Linked DNA regions of Mus musculus: region 1 is linked to region 2. A link is a contact called in public Hi-C data. All regions are on one chromosome and are shown on one strand. Each heading gives the region's core, a stretch centred on a gene start, on an enhancer-like site or on the middle of the called end of the contact. The rest is flanking DNA. Distances are from core to core; before and after follow the strand shown.

Evidence for each region. A called contact is a pair of places that touch in the nucleus more often than the background predicts.
Region 1: a contact with region 2 is called in a Hi-C map of Sertoli cells, with 4 times the contacts expected there. The contact joins two enhancer-like sites. A contact is called at or near these places in 2 of 484 Hi-C or Micro-C datasets (Sertoli cells and nephron progenitors), 2 of 115 datasets of contacts at active chromatin or transcription factors (both in embryonic stem cells) and 4 of 9 other capture datasets (adipose tissue, embryonic stem cells, liver and 1 more).

What each region holds. Positions count from the first base shown.
Region 1 is chr8:4,400,437-4,407,065 of GRCm38.p6, forward strand. No RefSeq gene overlaps it. Among named protein-coding and RNA genes, the nearest start is that of Ccl25, 54 kb to the left of the region's middle. Within about 2 kb of position 4,710, at least 81 of the 459 cell types and tissues checked have an H3K27ac peak or open chromatin away from gene starts, as enhancers often do. A contact at or near this core is called in Sertoli cells, where this site is marked.
Region 2 is chr8:4,190,127-4,197,643 of GRCm38.p6, forward strand. Evi5l (ecotropic viral integration site 5 like) reads left to right here. Exons shown (of 20, transcript NM_001346730.2): 7 at 1,111-1,254; 8 at 1,459-1,548; 9 at 2,994-3,091; 10 at 3,180-3,240. Among named protein-coding and RNA genes, the nearest start is that of 4932443L11Rik, 12 kb to the left of the region's middle. Within about 2 kb of position 3,310, at least 80 of the 459 cell types and tissues checked have an H3K27ac peak or open chromatin away from gene starts, as enhancers often do. A contact at or near this core is called in Sertoli cells, where this site is marked.

The DNA.
Region 1 (6,629 bases), core at 3,460-5,959, 210 kb after region 2:
AATAAAGTGGAGAACAACTGGTGGAAATACCTAACATCGATCTCTGGCCTCCACAGGCACATATCCACGCATTCTTGCACATCTGCACAAACTACCCCCTAAACAACACACACACACACACACACACACACACACACACATCCACTCACACAGAGACTGTACAATGAGCTTGTCACCTCTGATCTTTGATCTTAGATGAATTGTCATGGAGAGTGGGAAAGGGATGAAGGGACCCACCATCTGGGATTCCAATGTGTAAGTGAGGGCAGCAATCCAGGTACTCATGTTGTCCACACACAGTGCCTATACAGCCTTTCTGGCATTAAAAGATCCTGACAGAGAGTAAAACATTATTTAAGCCCCTAGACCTGTGTCCAAAATAGCCCCATTGTTCCAAGATGTCAGGAGTTTGCAGTTTTTTGCCTTTATAGCCCAATGGCAGGTGTTTGTGGTTTGTGTGTCTACATAAACCCCTTACCCCTTGAGCTCATCGTCGACTCCTCTACCCCTGCGTGGGATACAAGTTGTCCCCAGTGCACTGGTCTTTCCTGAATAAACCTCTTGCAGTTTGCATCAAGACCGTTTCTTGTGAGTGATTTGGGGTGTTGCCTCTCCTGAGTCAGAATGTGGGGGAGTCCTCATGCTGTGGGTCTTTCAGTGTAGACAGGACTTCCCTCGGCAGCTTCCCCCAGTCACACAGCTCATGCTACACCCCAATGATGCTATGGATCATTAGAAACATACAGTGAAGTAACGATGTTCCATGAGGGTCTGACCAGGTCCAGCAAAACAAAACCAACCTAGGCTCCTAGTGACATTCAAGTTCCTAGAATCTTCTCTTCCTCCCCCAAGAGGCCACTGCCCACTCACTTCTACTTACTCCAAAGCTGGGGATCAAGGTCCCATCCACACAGGTACACAGATTGGGCTGGGAGCAAAAACCATTGCCGCAGGTGTGCCTGCAGACAGTTGGAAAGGCAGTATACAGCATCAGGATCAGGGCCCTGGGCCTTTGAGATGGCTCATTGGGAATAAGCACTTGCTACATAAACCTGATGCCTTGACCTTAATTCTCAGAACTTATGTAAAGGTGGAAGAAAAGAACTGACTCCAGAAAACTCCTCTGACTTCTACATGAGTCATGGCACTCGTGCCTCCACATGCTCAACATGCACACATAAAACAACTAACTCCTACCCAGCAGTACAGTGATAGAGTACATATATCAACTCAGCACTTGGGAGGATGTGTCAGGAAAGATGGGTGGGTGGGATTTAAGGAAGGAGTAGGAGGAAGAACAAAAAAGGATGAAGGTGTGAAGGAAGAGAGAAGGGAAGGACTCAAGTTATATGTCACTCGTAAGCCCATGATGGCCAGGCTGGCAGAAGCCCCAGGGTGAGTCAGTGGGTCCTCCCCAGCCACACTTCTATTCACACCCTTATACATGGGACACCCTCCAAGTCTCCATCTAGTCTGTGAAGGAGGTATAACCTACAGTTCCAAGATTTTGCTAGATCATCAGGAGAGGTGATTTGGGCAAGAGAGCTGAACTGTGTGGCACAGAGGCTGGAGTGGTGGGGTCTCTGATGATGGGATTCAGAATCTAGAAGTAGAGATGCTTGATTTTGGGAAGAAGATGTGAGGTTGACATAAAGACAGTGTGAGGCGCCCAAAGAAGCATGGAGTCAGGGAAGAGGACAGGAGAGAGACAGAATGGCAATGTGGGATGGCAAAAGAAACGAATGCAAGGTGGGTAAAAGATGATTGAGGAGGTAAAGTGCTTGCTTCCAAGCTGGATGACTTTTTGATACCCAAGACCTAGGGGGTAGAAGGAGAGAACATATTACTGGAATCTGCCTTCTGATCTCCACATGTACACCACAGCCTGCCCCACACACCCAACAAAATAAATGAAAAAAAAAAACTTTTAAAAGAGAGAATCAAAGGCAGCATGTCACTCTAGAGTTTAAGGACAAAAGTGTGGGATACTAGTGCAGCTCACCCAGCAACCTCAGCCTAAGTTCCAACTCCATATGTGGTCAAGGTTGGGATTGCTGACAAGTGGCTGGGTGGACCCCCAAGCACCCCTCTCTGTACCCTCCATTTCCATGCTTCAACACAAACAATACATTGACTCCTGCCAGGCATTGTCCTTCATCCGGGGCAGCAGTAGGCATGAAAGTGGGGACCACATATATAGGGTCTTTGGGAGAAAAAGGGTGATGTCGCCACCTGTCTTCTCACCCTAGGATAGTCCTTCCCTGCCCATACCCCAGGTGCCTTTCAGCATCCCAGGTATCAGGCATCCCTGCAAAATGATGTCAGGCCCGCCTCATCTTACATGACCTGGACTTGAGCAGGTTCCGGGGCCCCATCCCAGTGGCCTTGGCCATTTTCCATGCATGATAGAACCGGATCTGAGCTGGAGGGTCCCAGGCTGTATGAAAGGCTCCAGATTCTCCAACATGGGCCTTCCAGAGTCATGATGTGTCTTTGGAGGATGCAGGGAGCAAGCAGAGTCAGCTCCGGGTGAACTGCATGGTGAGGAGGCGCCCCGTAGGGTAAAGAGCAGTGGGGAGGCCACCTGGAAAGACACTGGTTCTAGCTTGGGAGGGAAGGTAAATAATATCCAAGGCAAGCTTCTTGAGAGAGGTATGATTATTTTTTTCGTGTGTTTGTGTATGTGCACGCATGTGTACATGTGCATGTTTATGTGCATGTGGAGGTCACAAGTCATTCTCAGGAGCCATTGCCCTGTTTTGTTTTGAGATGGGACTTCTCGCTCTACTCAACTCCTCAAGTAGGCTAGGCTGGCTGGTGAATGAGCCCCAGGATCCTTCTGTCTTCTCATGCTCAGAGCTATCATTTTTTAGTGGGTCCTAGGGACTGAACTTCACGTGGGTGCTGGGAATTGAACCTAAGCTCTCTGGACGATCGACAATTGCTCGGAACTGACGTCGAGACATACAGCATAGCCCTGTGGTGCATGTTCTTTATCCTGGCACTGGGGAGGAGGAGACAGGCCGATCTCTGTCTCACTGGCGAGACAGTCGAGGCTACTTGTGGAATCTTAGGTCAGACCCTGCAGGTCTCAGGAATCAAAGCAGACAGTGCCTGAGGAACAGTACCTGAGGTTGACCTCTGGCCTCCACGTGTATGTATGTGTGTATGTGTATACCACACATGCACACATACTCACACATCCCACACTTAAATGAGTAAGTAGAAGGAGACAGCTGGGTATTTTGACATTTGTATCTAGTTCACCTGTGGGCAAAGCAAGACTATCACATGGTTAGTAAGAGGATACAATGTCTACCCACCCACCCCATCTCCCAAAATGGCTGGCTCTCTCCTTGGCCAGGAAGAATGAATGTGGCAAGATAAGGTTTGCTCTACTCCAGACTGAGATGATTCTTCAAAAGCGTAGACTGGTGAGAAGGTTCAGCCCAGTAAAGGACTTGAGAACTTGAGTTTGATCCACCTGGACCCACACAGTGAAGAGAGCCAGCTCCCACAAATTGTTCTCTGACCTCTAGCCATGCTTTCCCTGCCCCCCCCCAACTAAATACATTTCTAAAATGTAATAAAAATAGTGTGTTATATTTCCTTTGTAAAATAGTTTGGGTGGAGACTGGGGACGTAGCTCGGTTGGCAGAGTGATTACCCAGCATTCATGAAAGCTGGGTTTGATCCCCAGCCAGCTCTGCATAAACCTGACACAGTGCGTACACGTGTCATCATCTGGGGAAATGCAGGCAAAAAGATAGTGGATTCAAAGCCTTCTGCGCTATATATAGTAAAACTCTGTCTCAAAAACAGATTGCAGAGTGAAAACTGGACCTTGAGATGAAGTGAAAGTCTGATGAGACGTTACTAAACTGTTGTTAACTCAGAACAGTGGTTCTCAATCTTCCTTGTGGTGACCGCAACCATTACATTATTTTTGTTGCTACGTTTTAACTGCAATTTTGCTACTGTTATGAATCATAATGGAAGTGGAAATTTGCCAAAGGCTGAGAACTGCTGACTTAGCGTGGTAGTATAGAACTGGCCGGGGAAGGGGATGACTGTCCTGATTCCAATTCAATCTGATGACCTTCCTGGCTAGTCCTTGCTCCTGGCAGCTTCCGCTCTCACCGCCACCTTCCAGGAATGGGGGTGGGGAGCAAAGGGAGATAAGGCAGGGGCGGGAGAGACTCAGAGTAGAGACTGAGAGATCTCATTGGACCCTCCCACACTCTCCAGCTCCTAAAACTATTTCCCCAGGGTTTGTTTAATGAATGATTTGCCTCAAAGGAACTTGTATAGGAAGATTCGCGCTTCTCCACCTCCCTATCGCTTCCACCTCTGCCTGAGCGAGAACCAGGAATTCCAGGAAGGAGACACCCTTGAGAGTGTATGTGCAGCGATCTGCAGCCGACAAAACTACAGAACTTCTTTGGACCCTCGGAGTGGTCCTCCGCCCTCACTTGCGGTTCAGAACCTGGAAACCCTTGTTCTCCTGCAGAATACTTGATTTCCCGGCACCCTACAAAAGTGCGCCCAGGAGACTGGAGAAAGGAAGGGGCTGGGCCAGTATATGCAGGGCTGCAGACAAAGGAATCCCTGGCCGGGTCCCAGTCGGTCAGGCGCCCTCTGGCAACTTCTGGACCTCTCCTCCTCCGCGTTCCCGGTGGTCACCCCTTCTCAGTACCACGCCTGAGAAAGCAAGGCGAAAGCCTGGGAAGGCTGAGCTCCGAATTGAAGGAGGAGTTTGAGGGAGGGTGCGGTTGCACTTCTGAGCCTGAGCGGGGAGAATGAAGCCAGGAAAGGCTTGAAGCTGGCTTGCAATTCCAAAGAGTTGCAAAGATGCAAGGGGTTCCTGGAATTGGAGCCTCCTAGGGGGCACGTTACTAGTGACAATAGAGTTGGGGGTGGCCCTGAGGTGGGGTGAGGTGATCAAAAGGCCATGGGCACAGGGAGGTCCTGAGACTTAATTGGGAAGTCTCCCATGTTCTTGCCTCTTTCTTCATGGGGCAAGGAGAATTCCAAGTGTGGCACTGGAAATTCACCTGTGTATTAGTCAGTGTTCCCTAGAGGAACAGGAATAGAACAGGTGTGTGTGTGTGTGTGTGTGTGTGTGTGTGTGTGTGTGTGTGAGACACATATATGTATATAGAGTAGTTTACAGGCTGTGGTCCAGCTAGTTCAACAATGGCTAAGTCCAAAGAAAAGTTTAAGAATCCAGTAGTTCAGTCCATGAGGCTGGCTATCTCAGCTGGTCTTCTGTATAAGGCTAGAATTCTGAAGGAGTAGGCTCTAATGCCAGTGAAGAGATGAACTTGCCAGCAAGAGCGAGGGCAACAGACAAGAGCTTCTTTCTTCCATGTACTTTACATAGGCTTTCACCAGAGGTGTGGGTCAGACTTAAGGGGCACCTTCTCACTTCCAAAGATCTGAATTAAAATGTGTCTTTCCACTTCAAATCTCTCAGAGATGTATGCAATTCTTTAGTTTTATATGTGTGTACTCATGAGTGTGCGGACTAGAGAGATAGCTTCAGGTTTATCTTCCTGGACACCGTTTGCTTCCTTTGAGACAAAATAAAGACTTTAGCATAGAGAAGATGTAGAATTCAGCATTTCAGCTCAATTTCTGGAGATTGAATTTAGAGCCTCACATACTAAAACCAGTGCTCTACTGATGAGCCTGTTTCTAACCCCTAGTGGGGGGATTTTAGGCGGCTCCTCTTTATGGCTGAGCTGCATCCCCCAGACTACAGAGACATTTCTCTCATTGACAGTTCTGGCAAATTCTTCACCTCTTTGGGAACATACCACCAATAATCCTGAATATGGGGTCTTGACAGAAGCTGTTTCTTGGATCTAAAATTGTTAACTCCACCCAGCAAAATTCTGTGTAGCTAGTAAGCCCAATTTGTTTTAATCTCCCGTCCCCCAGACATTAGCTTACTCTGTTTAATCCCCAAAACTAAATGTCCTGACCGTGCATCATCATAGCACTTCCAGAATATTGAAAATAAATACAGCATAATAACTTGAAGTGGTGCCAGGTGGTGGCGATAAATGCTTTTAATCCCAGAGGCAGTCGTATCTCTTGAGTTCGAGGCCATCCTGGTCTACAGAGTGAGTTCCAAAACAGCTAGGTATAAACAGAGAAACCCTGTCCTGAAAGACACACAAAACAAAACAAATAAACACACCCAAACCAAAATAAAAAATGAAACAAAAATAATTTAAAGTGGTGTTGAGTGCTTTCAACTTGACAGGCTTGAAGATAAGACTTTAGTGTATCATATCTTATTTTGTTTCCATTAAACCCTTTTTTTCTCACTATGTTGCTTTTAGATGTGTTGTTTATCATAGTAATAAAGCAAACCAGGACAGGTTCTGTGTGTGTGTGTGTGTGTGTGTGTGTGTGTGTGTATGTATGTATGTGTGTATGTGTACTGGTCAGAGAGCAATCTCAAGTGTCATTCCTCAGGAGTCATCATCTCATTTTTGAGAAAGGATCTCTCACAGGACCAGAGCTGGCCAATTAGGCAGGGTTGACTGAATGATAAGCCCCAGGGATCTTTCATCTCCTCCTCCTCATGGAGGATGGCAAGCTTGTGCCACTGTGCCTGG
Region 2 (7,517 bases), core at 2,060-4,559:
GTAGCTCAGTCATTTGAGTGCCTGCCAAGCATGAACAAAGGCCTGCTTCAATTCCCTCCTTTGGTAGTTGGCACTTTACAAGTAGAGTCAGGAGGAGGATCAGGAGTTCAAGGTCAGCTCAGCTCCATAACAAATTGAATGCTACCCTATGATATATGAGACCCTCTTCCAAAAAGTAAACTATGGTTTGAGAAGATGGCTCAGTCAGTAAAGTGCTTGCTGCACAAATGTAAGGAATTCTGTTTGAACCCTCTGCATCCATGTAAAAGCCTCATAGGCTCATAGGACGATATTCCTGCTACCCTCACACGGGGAGGCAGAGGCAGCAAGAGGGCAGAGTTAAGTAAATTCCTGGAGTTTCCGGGCCAGCCAAATCAATGAACTACAGGTTCCATGAGAGGCATTGTTTTAACAAATAGGTAAAAGACAGCTGGACATGGTAATAAACACTTTTAATCCCAGCACTTGGGAGGCAGAGGCAACCAGATCACTGTGAGTTCATAAGCCAGCCTGATCTCCATAGCAAGTTCCAAGCCATCCAGTGCCACATAGTGAGATGCTGCCTCATAAAGAAAGGTTGAGATTGAAGGAGACAGCAGCATCAACCTCCGCACAGCCCCCTTACATATATGCATTCACATATGAACACATACAAACCTCCTACACATACTTACAGATAAAAAATAATTTGATCCCTAGCATCTGCCCCCCTCAAAGTTAAGAAGGAATTACAATGCCAAGCCAGAAGACCGAAGACTTTCACAGGCTATGATTTACACACCCAAGCAGATGTGTAACCAAAAGCATAGAGATGCTGGCTAAAGGGGAAACCCAGAGTTCTGATGCTGCCTTCTCCAGCCTCACCTTCCCCAGTGGTCTGCTGCTATCTAATAGCCTGAAGCTGAGGTCATCGCATTTTGACATGTATTTTCCCAGGCCCTGCTTGTAGCCCCATGGCACTCAAAGTTCCAGTATGCCTCAGCTTATCCCCAAACACAGTAGCTAAAAGAGGACCTAGGAGGGACCTTGGCTGCCCAGGGTAGGTCAGCAAATACTCCTTGGAGGTGAGGGGCACTGAGGCCCAATGCTTCCCTCTCCATCCCCACACAGGAGCAGCTTCCGGACCTGAATACCCACTTCCGCTCACAGAGCTTCCACACGTCCATGTATGCATCGTCCTGGTTCCTTACGCTTTTCCTTACCACCTTCCCCCTGCCTGTTGCCACCCGGGTCTTTGATATCTTTATGTATGAGGTGAGTGCCCCACAGGACACCCTTGCCCATTCCACTCTGCACGTGGAGAGAATCACATCCCAAAAGGAGTCCTAGCTAACAGGACAAAGGAGGGGCTAGAATGCAAGGAGGGTCTGAGCCTCCTGGTGGGAGACAGGAAGCTCATTGGTGAGGGATTATTAATGGGAGGACAGCAAGCTCATGGGACTATGGTTGCTTTTGCAGGGACTGGAGATTGTGTTCCGAGTAGGCCTTGCCCTGCTGCAAGTGAACCAGACAGAGTTGATGCAACTGGACATGGAGGGCATGTCCCAGGTGGGTCAGGATGGCTGGGAAGATGAAACTGTCTCTCCTGGAGGTGACAGGCACTGGAAATCCCATGGCTAGTTGGTAGAGTGCTTGCCTAGCATGCACAAAGCCCTGGGTTCCATTTTACAGCATTATATAAGCAGGCATAATGATGTATGTCTTTAGTCCCAACACTCAGGAGGTGAAGGCAGGTGAATCAGAAGTTTAAGGCTAACCTGAGCTATACAAGATTCTAAGCAATAGGTCTAGCAGTGATGGTGCATACCTTTAATTCCAGCACCTGAGAAGCAAAGGTACGCAGATCTCTGAGTTTGTTTCAGTCTTGAAAAAAAGCAAACCAAAACAAAAAACAAACAAAGATTCTAAGTGACAAGGGAGGGGCTGGCTTCCCAATAGAAGTCACTCCTGAGCATCTGGGATCCTTTCTTCCGTCCCTTGAGGCCCCTGAGGAACCCCAGGCTCTGTCAGATACAACCCAGAGCCAGCAACCTAGTACTGGGGAGAAGAGAAGGCCAACACTCAACTGATTTGGGGAAGTCCTACTCACTCTTTCCTACCCACTTGTTGCAGGTCCCCAAAGCTTGCCTGCAAAGTAAACCCTGAGAGTAAACATTTGGGAGGTTTTCAGTATGTTTTCATCCCAGCTCTCAGCCTGGGGGACACGGGAAGGAGCCAGGCATCTTGAGGTAGCCTCATACCCTGCTCCTCCCTGCCTGCGCCTTCTCCTGGCACAGTCTGCTAGATCCAAAGCCAGCTTTCCCCTCACCATGGTTTCCCCATCACACAGGCCCCTATTCCCTCCCAGCATCCTCCAGCTGGTGCTTCAGAAAAGAATGCACAAAGACCACAGTTGTGTTTGCGAACACGGCCATACATTGTCCAAGACTGCCTGACTGGAGCAGCTGGGCAGAGGAATAGGACCTGTGTCCACTGAGCTTGTCTACCCACTTCCTACGGAGGGTTCCCCCATGCTCAGACCCCATTCACCCAGCCCTGCCTTCAGGAGGTCCTCTGGCCAGATTGTCTTAATTTTATTTATTATTAGTGTTAATGTGGGGGTGGGAAGAGGGAGAGAGGAGGAGGGCTCATGGCACACAGTATCTCACAATTCAATTCTCTACTTCCACTCTCTTATTCTTTCCACTGTTGGTTCCAGGGATGGGACTCAGGTCAGGCTTTGCAGGCCAAGCTGATCCCCACTCTCAGCCTCAGCCCCAGTTTTCTCACGCTTCCCCCAAAAGCCTGCTGGGAAGGCAGGCCTCCCTTCTAGTCTAGCTGTTCTCTCTCCTGCAGTCAATTCATTTGCACAACAAATGTTGGCTGAATAACCAAAAACAAACAGCCTGAGTGCTGAGACAAAGAGAAGCCTCAGGCAAATCAGAATACAGTTAGAGCTCTGGCAGACCTGGTGGTCAGGGCCCAAGTGACCATGACTCCCTGTGTCTCCACAGTACTTCCAGAGAGTCATCCCCCACCAGTTTGACAGCTGCCCAGACAAGCTGGTCCTCAAGGCTTATCAGGTCAAGTACAACCCTAAAAAGATGAAGAGGTCAGTGCCCGGGCGTGGAGAACTCAAATGGGAAGCCCACCTCAACCCCAGGGAGACGGGACTTTGACCGTGTGCCCCGTCCTCACAGGCTGGAGAAGGAGTACGCAGCTATGAAGAGTAAAGAGATGGAGGAGCAGATCGAGATCAAAGTGAGTGCCTGAGGCGTGGGGGAGGGGCAGAGATGGGCTCCCCTGAGGCTTTCCCTTACAAATCCAGAGCTGGCCGCTAGAGGGCGGGCCTATCTAGCGCACGGGTAGAACAGGCTGGCCTGGGCAGACAATCTCTGGCTTCGGATGACCCTCGCTCACTTGACCTTTCCTTCACCTGCCAGCCCCGCGTGGGAGCGCATTCCCCAGTTGGCATGTCCTCAAAGCTGGCCACACAACAGTAAACAAGACAGTCAAAGATCCTTGCCTTCATGTCCCCGAAGCACCCCAAGTCATGGGGCGACCTCCAATAAATCACTGAAATAGTGTGGATTCCACAGAGTGCTCCGGATGTAGTCATACAAGAAAGAGACAGTCGCGCCTGGGAAGACACTCTAGGTCCTCTAAGTCCAAGAGTCCAGTGTAAAGGGCCTAGGATAGAAGTATGTACCTGGTGGGCAGGAGGACACCCCGAAGGCTGGGGGCACAGAGGAGCCTCCCGGAAGGTTGAGAGCTAAGGAGTAGGGTTCAGGCAAGCCAGATGGATATGTAGGCTAAGGATATGTAGACTACAGTATGGGCATCCACTGAGAGCTCTGGTTGTGCTGGTAGCCAGCTTGCCAGCCCATCAAAGTCAGTGCCTTGAGTGCACAAAACGTCTGAAACTAAACTTACCTCTCAATAGCCTCTTCACCTCTCTTCATGTGATTTTAGCTGTTCACCCAACAACATCGATTGAAACAAAGATGAGACCTGGTCTTAAGTGACAAGGACCTGGCTTTCCAGATAAAGGCACTCTTGAGCATCTAGAGTCCTTCAATATCTTTCCAAGCAGACCCAGGTACTTCCAGGTACAACCCAGGGCCAGGATGAAGAAGAGAGGAGAAAGAAAAGCTCATACCCACCTACTTCAGCCAGCCAGCCAGCTATACATTCCCAAAGTCCGCTGGCCAAGAATAAGGGCCCTGCCACACGAAATGGAGGACAGGCAGGGTTACAAACCTACACATTAGCCTGGTTTTGTCCTCTCCAGTTGATGAGTCAAAGTGGTTAGCACTGGTGTCCCACAGAGGACCAGCTGTGTGACCCGGGCAGGTGAATTCACCTCTCTGAGCCTTGGAGCTTTGCTGTGCTGGTCCTATTACTGCCAACCTCATGCTCATTGTTCCTACCTCCTGTAGGAAGTCAGGGGCAGGGGTATGTGCCTGAAGGCTGAAGCACTTGGCCCTGCTTGAAGTTCCCAGAAAGTTTTCTATCCTGGGTTTGTGAGCCATCTCACAAGGAAGGTAGCTTGAGGGTTGCACTAGACCAAATGTGGTCCTTGCTGTGTGCAGATGAGCAGCCTGCTCTCATCTGGTGACTGTGGGGACCCAGGAATAGAAAAGAATGTCACAGACCTTGAGACCACAGGCCAGATTAAAAATTTCTCCAGAGAAGAGATTTCCCCAGAGTGTTCGAAGAGTCAGACAGATGTCTCCTCATAGGGCATCTTACAAGTGTCCTGCAGTTTGGTCTTTTACTTTTAGACTGTTTCAAAACATCCTGGTTTGATGCTGGGAGGTCACAGTGATGCACGACTTTAATCCCAGCACTCGGAGGCAGAAGCAGTTGAATCTCTAGTTTTGAGGTCACCCTGGTCTACAGAACAAGTTCTGGGACAGCCAGGGCTACACAGAGAAACCCTGTCTCAAAAAATAAATAAATAAATAAAACAAACAAACAAACAAACAAAAACCAATCCCTTATTTGTTTGCATCAGGAAAGGCAAGATGACAGGTGCATAGACAACTGCCTTTGAGAGAAGTGTTTGTTGAGGCTGAGGCAGTAGCTTAGTGGTGAGCATTTGCCCAGCATGCACAAGGCCATGGGCTCCACCCTCCGTATAGAACAATAGAAAAAAAGGAAAGAAGGGGCAAAGGATATGGCTCAGTGGGTGAAGTATTTGCTGTGCAAGCATAAGGGCCTGAGTTCCCTAGAACACACATAAAGAGCAGTAGTGCGCTTTTCATCCCATCCACAGAGACAGGCTGATAGATCCCTGGGGGTCACTGGCAAGCCAGCCTAGCCAAATTGGCAAATTCCAGGTTAAAAAAGGAGGGGTAAGGGTGAGGAGATGCCTCTGTAAAGTGCTTGTGTCTCAATCATGGAAACTTAAGTTCGGAGCTCCCAAAACCCAACAGTAAAAGCCCAGCACAAGTAGTGTGCATTTATGACCCTAGCACTTGGGACTGGGAGAGGTAGCAGGCAGATCCCTGGAACTCATTAGCCAGCCAGCCTAGCTCAGTCCATACACAACAGGCCTGAGCTTCAGCCTTATCAAGAAACTGCATTTCAGAAACTAACATGGAACAGGGGTAGTGGCACCTGCCTTAATCCCAGCTGTGAGGTGGTCGAGGCAGGCAGATTTCTGTTCAAAGCCACCCTTGACTACAAGTTCCAGCCAATCATGGCTACATAATGAGATTCTGTCTCAACATAAACCAACAAACCTAGGCATTGTGGCACAAGTCGGTCATCCTAGGGCTGGGAGGTGGACTTTGGAGGATCAGGAGTACATGGTCTCCCTCAGCTATATGGCAAATTAGAGGTCAACCTGGGCTACCAAATGAGACCCTGTCTAAAGAACAGAACAGAACAGGAGGGAGCCAGGCATAGTGGCACACACCTTTAATCCCAACTCATGGTAGGCAAAGGCAGGCCAATTTCTGTGAGTTCCAGGCCAACCAGGGCTCAAAGTGAGACACTGTCTCAAAATATAAATAACAAATAATTTTGAAGTTACTAAGTATTTTAAAATAAATAAAGGCTGACCTCTGGCCTCCATGTGTGTGTGTGCACTGGAGCATGAGCTTATACACACATGCCTGCATATATACACACAAATAAACACACACAGGTGTATACAAAAGAGAGGGAAGAAAAGGGTGCTGACTCTTCTGTTTCAAGAGGAAAATGCAGGTCATGGTCATGTCAGTCAGAGAGCAGAGAGGGGCATGGTCCAGAACGTTTGACATGGTTTCTACAGAAAGAATTAAATCAGTGCAGGTGTATGTGAGCAGGCTCAGGACCCAGGCATGATGGGCTAGTAGAACAGGCAATGTGAGTGATATCCTCTGCTCTGGCTTCAAGGAGATTCTCCATGGTGTCTGTATCAGCCCTGGGCCTTTAGAATGAAAGTGCCGTTCAGTTAGTAAACCTCAGATAAAGGAAAGGTGAAGGGTTCTGGAGTTGTTGATTTTGTACTGATAAGACAGCAACACACCTGTTGTCTATGAGTTAGCTAGTTCTGGGAAGGACCATCTCTCCTAAGCTAGCAAGGCCTCAGGTTGCTAAAGCATCATAAAATACAGGAACTTTCAGAGTCAGCAAGCTGGCTCAGTGAGTGAAGGTACTCGCCATCAGCCTGATGACTTAAGCTTGATCCCTAGGATGATCCCTAGTGATAGAAAGACAGGACTGACGTCTGCATGTCCTCCACAGGTGGATCATGGTGCGCATGCTCATGAGCACACACAAACATAAAAAACATACTTACATACAAACATTTTATTTGTTTGTTTGTTTGTTTGTTTGAGAATGTTAGGGTGTGTTGTTTTGTTTTAGACAGACTTCCTAAACAGCCCTGGCTAGTCTGGAACTTACTATATAAACTAGCCTGGCTTTGAATTTGACTCTCTCTTCTTTCCTCTGACTCCCCATTGCTGGGATAACAGGCACGTGCTAACATGCCCCTCCTCATTTACATATTTTTTATTGTTTGGTTCTTTGATTTTTAACCTTAGCCAAAAATGCTGGGAAGCAACACGTTTGTTTGTTTGCTGTGACAAGGTCTCTCTGTATAATATAAGCTGTCCTCAAATCTGCAGTCCTCCTACCTCAGCCTCCTAATTACTGTAATTAAATTACAGGCATGTGCCACCATCCTCATCTAAGAAAACAAATTTTTGAAACAAAGTCTTATATTGACCAGATATTTAACCTGAAACCTACTTTGTAGCCAAGAGTGACCTTGAACTCCTGATCCTCTGACCTGTGAATATCGAGAGCGAGGCATTTGCCATCATACCCAGTTTATGTGATACTGAGGATTGTAACCAGGGCTGAAAGCATGCTAGGCAAGCACTCTATGAACTAAGCTACACCCCCCAGACCACTACCCTCAATCTTTTGTAAACCATGACCAGTGTATACCCCCACATACCCCTCATTCACTCTGCCTCCATTTTTTCCATTTGGGATAAGCAGGAAAGATAGGACTCATTAGCTAGGCCCAAGTTCCT